4 separate regions of the Mus musculus genome follow, and all the other regions are linked to region 2. The links are chromatin contacts, called in public Hi-C and promoter capture Hi-C maps. All regions are on one chromosome and are shown on one strand. Each heading gives the region's core, a stretch centred on a gene start, on an enhancer-like site or on the middle of the called end of the contact. The rest is flanking DNA. Distances are from core to core; before and after follow the strand shown.

Region 1 (2,854 bases), core at 46-2,545, 770 kb after region 2:
CATCCAGTGTGCATTAAACACACCCATGAAAAGGAACTATTCCGCTGAACAGCTCTGCCTCTGTTGTTCTTAAAGTGACACTTTGGTCCTACTCTAAATAATGGGCTTTTAATAAAAACATTCACCAAAGGCAAACAATTAAACAATACATAAAGCACCAGGGGGCAGCCTTGTGGTTCAGTTACAGTTAGAAGTCCTTCCCAAGGAGAGCATGCAGACATTTTATAAGACAATACACTTCACCAAAGATTACGAGAGAAGAAAATTTCAGGTTGCATCTCGTGAGCCCTTCTTGATCCAGGATTTTGTGTTTGCCCTTGACCATAGCATGAAGCCTTTCCTACCTTGTAGCTTCCCAAGCCTATTGACCCTATTGGGTCTTACATGCTCTTCTACAACAAAGACAAGATATTGAAAGCGGTACTGCAAATTAAGGAGCAATGGCTTATCATATAATTGTTTAATTTTACATTTTCAAAAAAACAAAAAAAAACCCTCAACAGAATGGAATATATTCGCATACCTTGGGCAGAGTTTAGTTCTCTGTAGAAATTAATGTGCTGCATAAAGAGGTTGATACGACTCACCCTCATCTTTTCCACCTGCTGGGTCACCGAGCGTAATTATATTTGCTGGAGAGATGTTATATTTCTGAAATGATATTTTTACTGTAGAATTTCTGAACACCCAAAAGGTTAAAGTGACAGAAATGTGTCTGGGGTAGGGACTGGCAAGCATTAAGTCAGACTGGAGCAGCAGAGCATCTAAAAGACAGTGTCTAAAACTGGAGGTACAGAGGAGAGAACATATTTCAACTTACACTCATCTTATTCCATATCAGGTTTTGAACAAGCCACATTTTAATTTTTTTGCGTTTGGCTCCTGTTTCATTAAAAGTGTTCATTTGTTTCTCAAATTCAGTCTACATCGGTAACTTCAATACTGCTATTATTTCATGAATGTGTGACCCAGCCAAAAATTCACATCCTAAGGAATCCAACATTTTGATTTTAAGTGCAATAAGGCATATCCCTTTATCACAGAAGATAATATATGAATGTGTTTTAAAAGTAAAATGTCCTCAATTTGAGATGTGGATAGATTTAAAATTCTGCTGAGCTTCAAGACAGACTCAATCATTAATCTCTCTTCATGGTTCCTGTATTATGAAATATGAGCCACTATGGTAGGAATGCTTTTTACCATCTTCCTCTTGCAGTTCATACACACACTGTCTTCCATGTGGCTTTCCATCAATCTGTTCCTCTGAATGCGTTTAGACAACCAGCACCCACTTCTGCTGTGCCCACAAGAAAGATGGGCAGATTTCTACCAGATACAAGGCTAAGCTTTTGCCTTCCCGAGGGGTGCCAGAGGAGTTTAAATGCCTACGTAAATGAGAACAGATGTTGATTTGCAAGTTTCATCCATAACATCAAATCATGGGGATAAAAGTTGGAAAACTGAGTCCACCATCCAGGTGTTTGTGCCCCACAAATATTGGAACTGTCCCTGAAAATGCTGCCACTACATCATGTGCGTCTCTCAAACCTGCCTGCCCTTCAGGCTCCTGGAGAAGACGAAATTTCAGGAGTATGATTTCCCCACTGGAGGAAGTCAATGAATAAATTCCCCATAGTAAATCATAATATTTATTTAGTTCTCACAAAAGGACTACAAATTTATACTCATGGTATATTGTAATGCTCTGTTTTTCCCATGTTAGTTATCATCCCAATATATCTAGTTTTGGCAAGCTTTAGATGTAAAATCATGGAATGAGAAAAGAACTTTTTTTTTTTTTTTAAACAGCCACACTAAGAATCAAAGACATTGTACTGTGGGAGCTGTTGGCTGAGTGAGTTTAGTTTAGGCCAGACCAGAGCTTTCCCTTGGCTGTAAATGCAGCAAAGTCTTCAAATAGTCAATAGAACTTTGAAAGCAAAACAAGGCGAAACAAGACAAAACAATGGTGAAACATCATCATTTCTACAATATATTAATCTTTCATTCTGGTTATATCACAGATACTGCATAACAGTAAAATCATTTAACCTGTCAGTCCAATGAATCTGCTATTTCTAGCCTGGAAAAACCTTCACAATAATGTTTTACAGACTGGATTTCTAGTCCCGGTGTCTCAGGGATCCTCATACAAATTGGGAGGATTTTATACAAGATGTGAGCTTTGTAATTCAGTTTTCATGTTAAAAATGAAAACATATCATTGTTAAGCACACAACTGACCTGTCTTATAAAAAAATGGTTAAAGAAACATGGTAGTTAAATATAGCCATTCTTTTAACTACCCCTTATTACTTGGAAAATTGTTTAATTATTGTACAAATTCCTGAAAATTTTAGGCTTTAGAACTCATTTAGGGAAAGAAAAATATTTTCTCTAATTTTTAATAGTATATCTGACCCTTTAAAATAAATTTTAAAAGTAAATGATAGCATTTGAATTCCTTTAAGAAGTTGTCCACTAAAGACACCATTCATTTCCAACTTTAGGACAGCAAGATATTTTCTGGTCTCTGTTAACTTGAGCTCCATACTGTCTAATAATATCATATCTCTTTGATGCTCAGCTCGAAATCAAGTTTGCAAGCTTTGAGAGGAAGACAGGTGTGCATAAGATCAATTTTCTCTCAGGGTCAAAGAGCAGAAATTCTAAGGGTATCAAGAGACACACACCTATAGAAATTGTAATTTTTTGATGAAAATTGGTACAATATGTTGCACAGATGAGGAAAATGCTCTTATGTTTATTCCCAGAGCAAAAGAGCAGATAGAGCTGACCAGTTTCTAAAGTTTATTCTTCTGGATATTTTGTGAACGGTTTTGATCAAATT
Region 2 (2,939 bases), core at 416-2,915:
CGGGGATGGGCCAGGTCACACAGTCATTATGTGGGCCAGGTCACACAGTCATTAGACAGCCAGCATTCTGGTGTTCCTCATTGGAAGGTCTCAACTGTGTGCTCTGAGTATAAAATATTGACCCAAAGCTAACTTAAAAAAATTAAACTAGAGGGAGCCACCACAACTCTTAGACAGGTGGGCCATCCTGTGGCTACAGGGTCCAGTCATCACAGGGTATTTTCATGGCTCCAAAGTTTGGGTTAAAACCCTCTTGTCTGGAAATTCTAGGGTTGGTGTGGAAGTCAGAGCTGTTTTTAAGGCCTCAAATGCCTTTTGTTTAGTATTAGTCCAGATTAGGGGCTTAGTATCTGCTTTGTGCTAGTCTATAGACAGGCCTTGCTATTTCCATAAACTCTGATATTCAGAGCCAGCAATATACAGCTGTCTTAGTCTTTGGCATTGGAATCTGAAGGATGGTAACAATGCTATTCTGCGGTGGGCTCCTCTTGCTTCCCTTCATCAGGTAGCCAAGGTAGGTAGTTTTTTATGAAGCTGGGCTTTTTAAACCAACATTTTGCAGCCCAAGATGTGCACAGTTCCTGCACCCAAGGCTTAGAGATCATAGTTGAAGAAGGTGGAGGGTTGTAAGAGCTAGAGGAACAGTTTGGGTTGTTAGGACATCACGGTCCAAATGAAGGTTTCTTTTTTATCCCTTGGGCAATACAAACCCTTGTGCTGATATGGTTGATGTCTGGGTATACAAAAGAAGGTCAAAGCTGGTAGCTGGGCTTAGCCATTTGAAAAACATGTCACAACACTCTCACTGTGATATAGCAGAAGGCAGAGGGACCCTAGATTGGAGAGGTATGGTGTTAGCAGTTCAGATGTTGCCTTTGCAATTTGTGGCCTGCTGCGGTGTATGATTGGGTTCAGCAGTGAAAATCTCCACGAATGTTTCTGATTCCTTATTGAACAGCTCAGGCGCATAACAATGTATCAGGCCTCATTGCAGCTGGAACCGGGCACTCCTATCAATAGCCATGCTGAATCCAATAAAGACAATACTCAGTTGGGAGTAGTGGCTCGTGCTTTTTATCCCAGCTCTCTTGTGGCAGAGGCAGGCAAATATCTAAATGTTAGAACCAAACCAGCTTGGTCTACATAGCGAGTTTCAAGTCACCCAAGGCTACATGGAGAGATACTGTCTAAAAACAAAACAAAAACAGAAAACCAAAAGAATTAAAACAAAACAAAACAAAACAAAACAAAAGCTCAAACCATTAATTCACTAGGCCTTGACCCAGTATTGAAAGAAACTGGGAGCTTAAAAAACAAAACAAAACAAAACAAGCTATTTTGGGCCTCTGCCTTTTTATACTTAGGTGCCCAGATCAATAAATTCAATAAATTCAAGCTTCGCTCCATAACTGAGCATACTTTGAAGTGATGAACATCTGCCTATAGATATCAGAGAACCGCCTCTGGATATCACACATGCTCTATAGGTACACGGCCTCAGAGGTTTATCTGGACTCGGGAAAGAGCAGCAGCCCTCTGCTGGTCAAACCTCTATAATGCAGCTTTAGAAGATTAAAAATCCCCAGGCCGCGGTCGGTCGCCTTTTGATGATGTCAGCCATCATCAACACTCAGAGGTGAGGCGGGAGGAATGCTTGCGTCATCCGTGCGCGCCCCGAAGCACCCAGCCAAGCCTCATGGCTGCGGGATCTGTGGAGTCTCAGCGGTCCCAGGCGGCCTCCGAGAGGCCCGTGGCGGGTCAGGCCGGGGTCCTGCCTTGCCTGGAGTTGCCGAGCTACGCGGCGGCGTGCGCGCTGGTGGGCAGCCGCTATTCGTGCTTGGTGGCTGCCCCGCACCGCAGGCACATCGCCCTGTCGCCCCGCTACCTGAGCAGGAAGCGCACGGGCATCCGCGAGCAGCTGGACGCCGAGCTCCTGCGCTACTCCGAGAGGTAAGATGTCGCCGCGTCCTCCCGGGAGCCCCGTCTCTGCTGGCCAACGGGCCCTCAGCTCCGTAACCCCACGGCGCCGCGGAAGTAAAGTCGCACGAGCTTCGTGAACCTTAGCCCCGGCGTCTACCGTCGCCTTCGGCGCCGCTGGCCTGGATGCAGTGGCCCGGTTCCTGGGGATGAAACTGGCTGGTGTGGTGTGAGTGGCGGCTGCTGCAGTGCTAAAAGCACTCCCCGTGTGGAGACTAGAGGTGCCCGGTGTCTAGAAACCCACCAGGCTGAGCTTTGGGTATTAAACGTTTCGTTTAATCACTTCCGGGTGTGTTCTCACCTAATAATGAAAATTTGCTGTCAGTATTATTCTCCTAATGTGGAAGCCGGTTCATTGCAAAACATAGGCAGGTTTGTTTGTAATTTCATTGTTCCCCGTCCCCCCGGGGGGCGCTAATTGGGGATGAACGACGAGCCTAATTTTTTGTAGGAATAGAAAGTTCACACACACACACACACACACACACACACACACACACACACCAGTGCATTTATATTAAGCACTAGTAAGAATACCTTGAAAAAGAAAATCTCAGAATTTCAATGGGAAATGATATGCCATAACACTTCACAACTAATTTGGCGGGAATGGGGGCAAGGTTCAGAGATACCTGAGATGACATCGATGTCTTTAGTAATTCAATGACACTTCAGAAATTGCAGGGATTGTTTTGGGGCAAATTATCCAAAGCAGTTACCACTCTCGAGGACTTTGGCAGTCAGCCCCATTAACCATCCAAGGTGGTCACTAAGCATGGAAACATAGTTATGTTAAGTAGTCTAACCAGCTTTTCATTCATTGGGGAAAAGTTATTTAAAGATGCATAATAGGAGCCACACTACAGACGAGAATCGGATCATTTCTGTAACAGAATTGGATAATGCAGCCATGTAGAATAGAATACACTGTTTAATTGAGCTGGACACCTCTCCTTGTTACT
Region 3 (3,016 bases), core at 261-2,760, 610 kb before region 2:
GGAGAGGGGCTTTTAAGAACTCTAAGAACTTCAATAGTCACCTTTTCCTCTAAAGATTGCTGTGGGATTAAGCCAGTAATATTCCTGCAGACCCTACTCTTGAACTTATCTAGCAATGTCAGTATGCTTACAATGTTAGCATTTTTACATTTTGGGCTTTTTCATTTTTATACAGGGAAAAAAACTGAAAGATTGCAAGATCAAATTTTGTTTTTAGAAAACACTACCGTGAACAAAGACTACTTTGTAATTAGAATCTTATCCCCACCCCCACCTCCACCCCCCACCCACCCCCCACCCCCCGCATAAAACAGCCTAAAATGGCGGTCAATTGTAGATGAATGGATGCTGTAGCTGAGCTCTTGGATCCTTTGAAAGCTGTTTGACTTTTCCTGGAGAAAAGTCTCAACAGTCCTTTGTGTCTTAAGGGGAAGGTTAAATTGAACCCTCTCAGACGATGAAGGGACAAGACCAAACTGAATCTAACATTGTTGAGAAGTCAAAGGCAAAAGGAAGCTACTAACTTGATGCAGTCTGTGCCAGTTTAGTTATACCGATTTCCCCCTGCTACTTGTATTCCATAAAAACAAAACAACAACAAAGCCTAAATCTTAGAATTCTTAAATGCTATTAAACATGCAAAGGGAATTTTAGTTCTATGCAAAACAAATTTGCAACTCTGTATGTGAAAACTGAACAAGAGGACAGGCTCATGGAAGTTGGGTGACGTCATCAGACGTCACTTCGCTTATTTGGGAGGTTACTAGCTCTTTCCCCCACGATTTAATGATTTAAAGGAAAACAAAAAACCAAAAAACAGATCCACTGTATAAGACTTGGCTGTATGCCTTTTACTTCCCAACAATATTAGATTCAATTTGGTCTTGTCCCTACATTGTCTGAGAGGGTTGAATTTAACCTTTCCCTAAGACGCAAAGGCTTTTCTCCAGGAAAAGTCAGCCTTCAAAGGATCAAAGAGCTCAGCTACAGACTGAGCGCGGAGAAAAGCAAGTCCACGCGCCAGGGCAACTCAGACCGCAAGCAGCTCCTCTGATTTTAAAGGAAAATCTAGAGGATCGGAATCCACAAGACGGATGGGGACCAAAGATTCCATCCATCGTCCAAGCGGGAGACAAAGGTAATTCAGCGCGTGCGGGAACAGGGAGACGACAGTGGGTGGCTCCTTGGCCTTAGCTGGTGGCGTGACTCCAACAAGACTCTCAGGACGAGCAGGGACTGGGTAGGACAAGAGGAAGGTCCGGGTTGGGGCGGGCAAAGAGACTCCCGGCAGGAGGGGCGAGGCTGGGAACGCCAAGCCACGCCCCTGCATCAGACCACGCCCCTCAGAGGCAGGCGCCCAGGTCACGCGCTGGGGTGACGGTCGGCTTTAGGCCCGGGGCGGGCGCAGCTGAGGCAGAGCGCGTGCCTCACGTCCTCCTCAGTCCCCCCCGCCCCTGCGCTGCGCACGCGCAGCCGTGCCCCGCCCCTTGTCCCCGGGATGGGCGGGGCGCGGAGCCGCCGGGAAAGCCGCCGGAGCGCGCTGGGCAGGGGAGCGCGCTAGCCTCCACCGCCGCGTCACGGACCTGCCCGCCCTCCCGGCCCCTCCCCGCGCTCCGTTCCCTGCTCTCCCGCCCCCCTGCGAGCGAGCGGTGACTTAAGCAACGGAGCGCAGCGAAGCCCATTTTTCTCCTTGCTCGCAGCCGCGCCGGGCAGCTCGTGGCGCGGCGTCTCCGCTCCGGCCCGAGATGAATGCTGCGGCAGAAGCCGAGTTCAACATCCTGCTGGCCACCGACTCGTACAAGGTGGAGTTGCGATGGGGGGGGGGGGGGGTCTCCGGGCCCGGGGCGGCGGGAGCCGGCGCGGCGGGATGGGGCAGGTGGAGGAGCCGCAACGCGGTGGCTGAAGGATGGAGGCGCGGGCCGGAGGCGGGGCCTACGCCGCGGCGGGGGCGCGGCCGGAGGCTCGGCGGGATGGGCGCACGCTGCAGCTACCGTAGCCGCCGGCGGCCTTGGCTCTGGGACAGGGAGGACTGGATGAGACCGTGGGACGATCGGGCCGGTTAGGTAACAGCCCCTGGCTCGGCAGGTACGGTCCTGCCCCGGGGAGCTCGGGGAGAGGTCCTGGCGGTGTGCCCCTCACCCAGCCAGTGGTCCCAGCGCGGAGGATAACCCGGCCCCGGGAGCCGCGTCTGATTCAGCTGTCCCACTCGGTGGGGTTGCATTTCCAACTCCCTTGCACCTAGGGATCATTCACGTGCCTGCCCCCTGGTTGCAGAGGCCAGTGTGCTCTGGCTCTCCAGGATCAACTACGTGATTTCTGTGAAATGGAAAGTGAAACACCAAGAGTTAAAGGAACTGGAGTTATAACCCTGGAGAATTTGTGGGGAGAGTAAAATGGCACATTGCTTTAAGGTGCCTATTGAGTTGACTCTTGCACTAATTCCATTTGATATGCACCTTAGCCAAGAGAGGAATGATGAAGAAATGCCCGCCCGCCCCCCCCCCCCATACACACTGTGAAATGAACTGCACTGATCTTCAGTTAAGTTTGTTAGCCAAGACGCTTAAAAGATAAAATGTCAGACTAGTAGGACCCTCGCGAGAACAGATTAAATTTTAGCTTTCAAGTTTAGTATTTACTTGAACATCGTGATGGTTTTGAGTAGCGATTTAGGCGTAGTACTCTCGTGGTTTTGTTTTGGTTCTTTGCTTTTTACTTTTTGTAGCCCTGTAATCTGAATGTTTCAGAGTCCCATTTGCTTACATACTAGTTTGTCCTTTTTTTTTTTTTTTTTTTTTTTTTGGTAAACTATTGTAAGTAAGTAATTTTTCATTTTAAAGGGTCCAAGATTTATCAACAGGTGGTCTTTCGCATGGAATTTCATTTTACTTCATTTTAGTTTTTTGAGGCAGAGTTTCTGTGTAGCAGCCCTGGCTGTCCTAGAACCTGCCTTGTAGACCAGGCTGGCCTTGAACTCAGAGAGCTGCCTGCCTCTGCCTCCTAAGTCATGGAATTA
Region 4 (2,920 bases), core at 321-2,820, 950 kb after region 2:
GCTAAGGGCTACAGGAAAAGTGGAACAAACTTGGTGAGTTAAAAGGTACTTGAACCCTAAGAAAGAAACTGCTGGGCATTTATTGTTCTCAATTCAATATAACACTTAAGCTATATTAAAAACTCCTTGTCAAGACTTAGTTATTTGAGTCTGTCAAACGAAACTCTGTGTCAAAGTTGAGAAGCAACCATATTAATGAGCAGTGTTCTCTTTCTGACCGGCCTGGAATCAACATCAGTCAAGCTAGTCCCATGGTTGTGTTCCCCAGACAATTCCCTTTACCCTGTGCTCTGACCTCATAGTCCTATTAGGCTATTTTATTTTTCATTCAGTAAAAGTGCCTCTGAGGAGATTAAAAGTGCAGATTGAAAAATAAAGGTTGAGGCCCTCCCTTGAGCCTGCAGTGAGGAAAGCATCAGTGGAGAACTTATGAAGAGTAGACATTAATCCACTGGAAGGGTCATTTAGCTCCATTTCCAAACCCAAGATTTCATCATATCTAATAATAAAGCAACAAGCATTTTTCTGTATGTTAGAAACCATCAAGTTGTAATTACATATTGAAATGCTTTTATTCAAAATTTTGCATGGTGATGTCAGCTGGTTTTGTAGCATAAGTGTTTTTTTTTAAAGCACACTACATACCTATAAGGATCTATTTTTATTGGCCTAATTATGACAAAACAGAATCTATTTAAGAGAAAAGTCAAAGTTTCTTTTATAAACTTCAATTGGTAGATAAATAAGCGAGGGGGCTTTTTACTGTAATAAAAACTGCCTTCAATGTGTGCGAATTTTTTGAAGATACAACCCGTCTAATGGGCAAAATGTAATCCTAAATTGGTGATTAAAAGACTCTGCCTAGAAACAAGCTGTCAGCTGGCTCGAGAGAAATGAACCCTGACAAGAGTAATGCCTACTTTCCTAAATGAAAGCGCTGTTCAAGTTCTGCTCATCAGGTTTTTAAGACTTAAAACAAGGCATTTTCCATCCACCCAGAGAGGAGATGCCAGCATTTGCATTTCTGTAGAACAGGATGAAGTCAGTCAACTTTCAGCCTTGGGCTTGTGCAGAACTCCTGTAAGAAGAAAGTCTGTCCAACATAAAACATGATCATGTGGCAGCATGCATTCAAGAAGGAAGCACAATGTGACCCAGCTGCAGCTGAACTTGGCACCACACACATGTATTATGAGCCGTCTGCAAGCCGTGCTCCAACAAGACACCCTCGAGTCCCACCACCAAGGCCATATATGAGGACTGGCAAGCGTGTGAGTACCTGAATGGAAGGCAATGTGCAGGAGGCTAGACACAGTGTGGGGAAATAAGGTTTCTTCATCCTGGCAAATCTACAGCAACACAAAATATCACAGGGTAACCTTGCTTTTGAAAATATTTGTCTGTTTTGCTCTGAAATGTGAGATCTGTAGCTTTGTGATATAAAACCATCTGCTTAGTGACAGGAACCCGACTAAGATCACTCACACAACAGTGGAGAACTGACTCTAGTTCTGTGGACAGGAAGCAATGACAACTTGCTCAACTCAATGAAATTGTTGGAAAATTAATATTCTTGGTGGTTGTTGAAAGGATAATGCATAGAAAGACGCTGGCATGGAGAGTTTGGCTCATACTAGACACTGTATGTAAAAGAGAGCTGGTCTATTTACATATTAAGCTTATTAAGCTAGGGGAACAGACAATGGGGAGATGCACACCACAGAAAAGAAAGCAGAAGTTATCCCAGGAATGATAGATTCAAAACCCAGGTCTGAGATGGGTACAGGCCTTAAATTATGCTTCAAATTTTAATCTCATAAGTAATCAGAGACAGTATTATGCTTGTTATAATAAACCTAATATGAAGAACAGATTTGCTTATGAATATGAGCTATGGTTTCATAAACTGATATTTTAAGATATAGATGTCTATAGGATTGGTGATCTTCAAAATAGTTTTGGTAAAATGCATGCTGTTTCCAATAGTGCAAACAGTAATCCTATATTAACACTCAATTCAGGAAGGAAATACACACATGTCACATTTGCATGTGACCACTAAGATGAAAGAATGTACTCTCCGGTTGCTGAGGATAACTAGGGACAGGCAATGGTCATAAAACATTAGGGAACATGGGGGATATGTAACACTGATTAATACAATTACAATAAAAGGAATGAATGGAACATATGCTACTTGAATTGAGGGTCACAGTCTCTCCCAAAATGCTAAGGAAATTCCTTGTTCAGCTTTTAGAGTTGAACACAATCATATTTTGCCTTACTTGTCAAAAGAGAACATCTACCTGCTTTAATAAAGCAACACAGAACATCTGTTTGGCCTTCAATTTATTGGTCTTGTCTTGGACATATCTTTATTATGATAAAATAGTACTCATGTCAAAATGCCTAAGTATCATGGTAATAAATAAATAATAAATGCTTATATCTAGGCTGAACCTTGACATACATAAGATATCATCTCTTGAATTATATTTGTTTTTAAAAATGTGTTGGCTGATATCCAGCCAAAAGGAATGAGTAAGACATTTATCATAGAGCCAGAAAAAAGAAAAAAAAAAGAAAAAGAAAAAAGTGAAAGAACAGTAAAAAAAGAAAGAAAGAAAGAAAAGGTTCTAGACACAAAATAATCAAAGGAGGTAACTAATCAAATCTCAAATGTTATTTCCTTTAAAAAGTTCAATTTCCATCCTCTCAGCCTTTGTTCTGATGTTCAGTACAAAGTATTACTATGTGAGTCGCCCTCTCTTCCTCCTTGGAAGACACTGGATGAGGAAGATTGGCTTTAAGGAAGTGTCTACCCAAAGTGAGAATTCAGTGGTGGTCTGCTTAGTATAATGGGAAAGGCATGTGAGTTCAAATATATATTAAACTTCAGATGACATAGATTTCATGGGAT

Evidence for each region. Promoter capture Hi-C pulls out the DNA fragments that hold promoters and counts their contacts. Hi-C and Micro-C count contacts between places; a contact is called where the count stands out from the background.
Region 1: a promoter capture Hi-C map of frontonasal cranial neural crest shows a contact between it and region 2, with 9 times the contacts expected there. The contact joins the enhancer-like site here to the promoter of Twistnb in region 2. A contact is called at or near these places in 9 of 39 promoter capture datasets (the 3T3-L1 cell line, cranial neural crest, frontonasal cranial neural crest and 5 more).
Region 3: a Hi-C map of CD8 T cells shows a contact between it and region 2, with 2.3 times the contacts expected there. The contact joins the promoter of Nampt here to the promoter of Twistnb in region 2. A contact is called at or near these places in 7 of 39 promoter capture datasets (hematopoietic stem and progenitor cells, hippocampal neurons, liver and 3 more), 16 of 484 Hi-C or Micro-C datasets (CD4 T cells, CD8 T cells, the G1E-ER4 cell line and 8 more), 7 of 115 datasets of contacts at active chromatin or transcription factors (astrocytes, embryonic stem cells, epiblast stem cells and 4 more) and 2 of 9 other capture datasets (adipose tissue and liver).
Region 4: a contact with region 2 is called in a promoter capture Hi-C map of maxillary cranial neural crest, with 10 times the contacts expected there. The contact joins the enhancer-like site here to the promoter of Twistnb in region 2. A contact is called at or near these places in 9 of 39 promoter capture datasets (the 3T3-L1 cell line, the C10 cell line, the HPC-7 cell line and 6 more), 1 of 115 datasets of contacts at active chromatin or transcription factors (the 230-238 cell line) and 1 of 9 other capture datasets (adipose tissue).

What each region holds. Positions count from the first base shown.
Region 1 is chr12:34,201,511-34,204,364 of GRCm38.p6, forward strand. The region is part of intron 23 of Hdac9 (histone deacetylase 9); the gene reads right to left. Among named protein-coding and RNA genes, the nearest start is that of Gm51984, 12 kb to the right of the region's middle. Within about 2 kb of position 1,296, at least 11 of the 459 cell types and tissues checked have an H3K27ac peak or open chromatin away from gene starts, as enhancers often do.
Region 2 is chr12:33,427,959-33,430,897 of GRCm38.p6, forward strand. Twistnb (twist basic helix-loop-helix transcription factor 1 neighbor) reads left to right here and starts at 1,666. Exons shown (of 4, transcript NM_172253.2): 1 at 1,666-1,950. The coding sequence starts at 1,697.
Region 3 is chr12:32,818,825-32,821,840 of GRCm38.p6, forward strand. It overlaps Nampt (nicotinamide phosphoribosyltransferase), which reads left to right and starts at 1,511. Exons shown (of 11, transcript NM_021524.2): 1 at 1,511-1,802. The coding sequence starts at 1,746.
Region 4 is chr12:34,382,186-34,385,105 of GRCm38.p6, forward strand. The region is part of intron 13 of Hdac9 (histone deacetylase 9); the gene reads right to left. Among named protein-coding and RNA genes, the nearest start is that of Gm51984, 170 kb to the left of the region's middle. Within about 2 kb of position 1,571, at least 4 of the 459 cell types and tissues checked have an H3K27ac peak or open chromatin away from gene starts, as enhancers often do.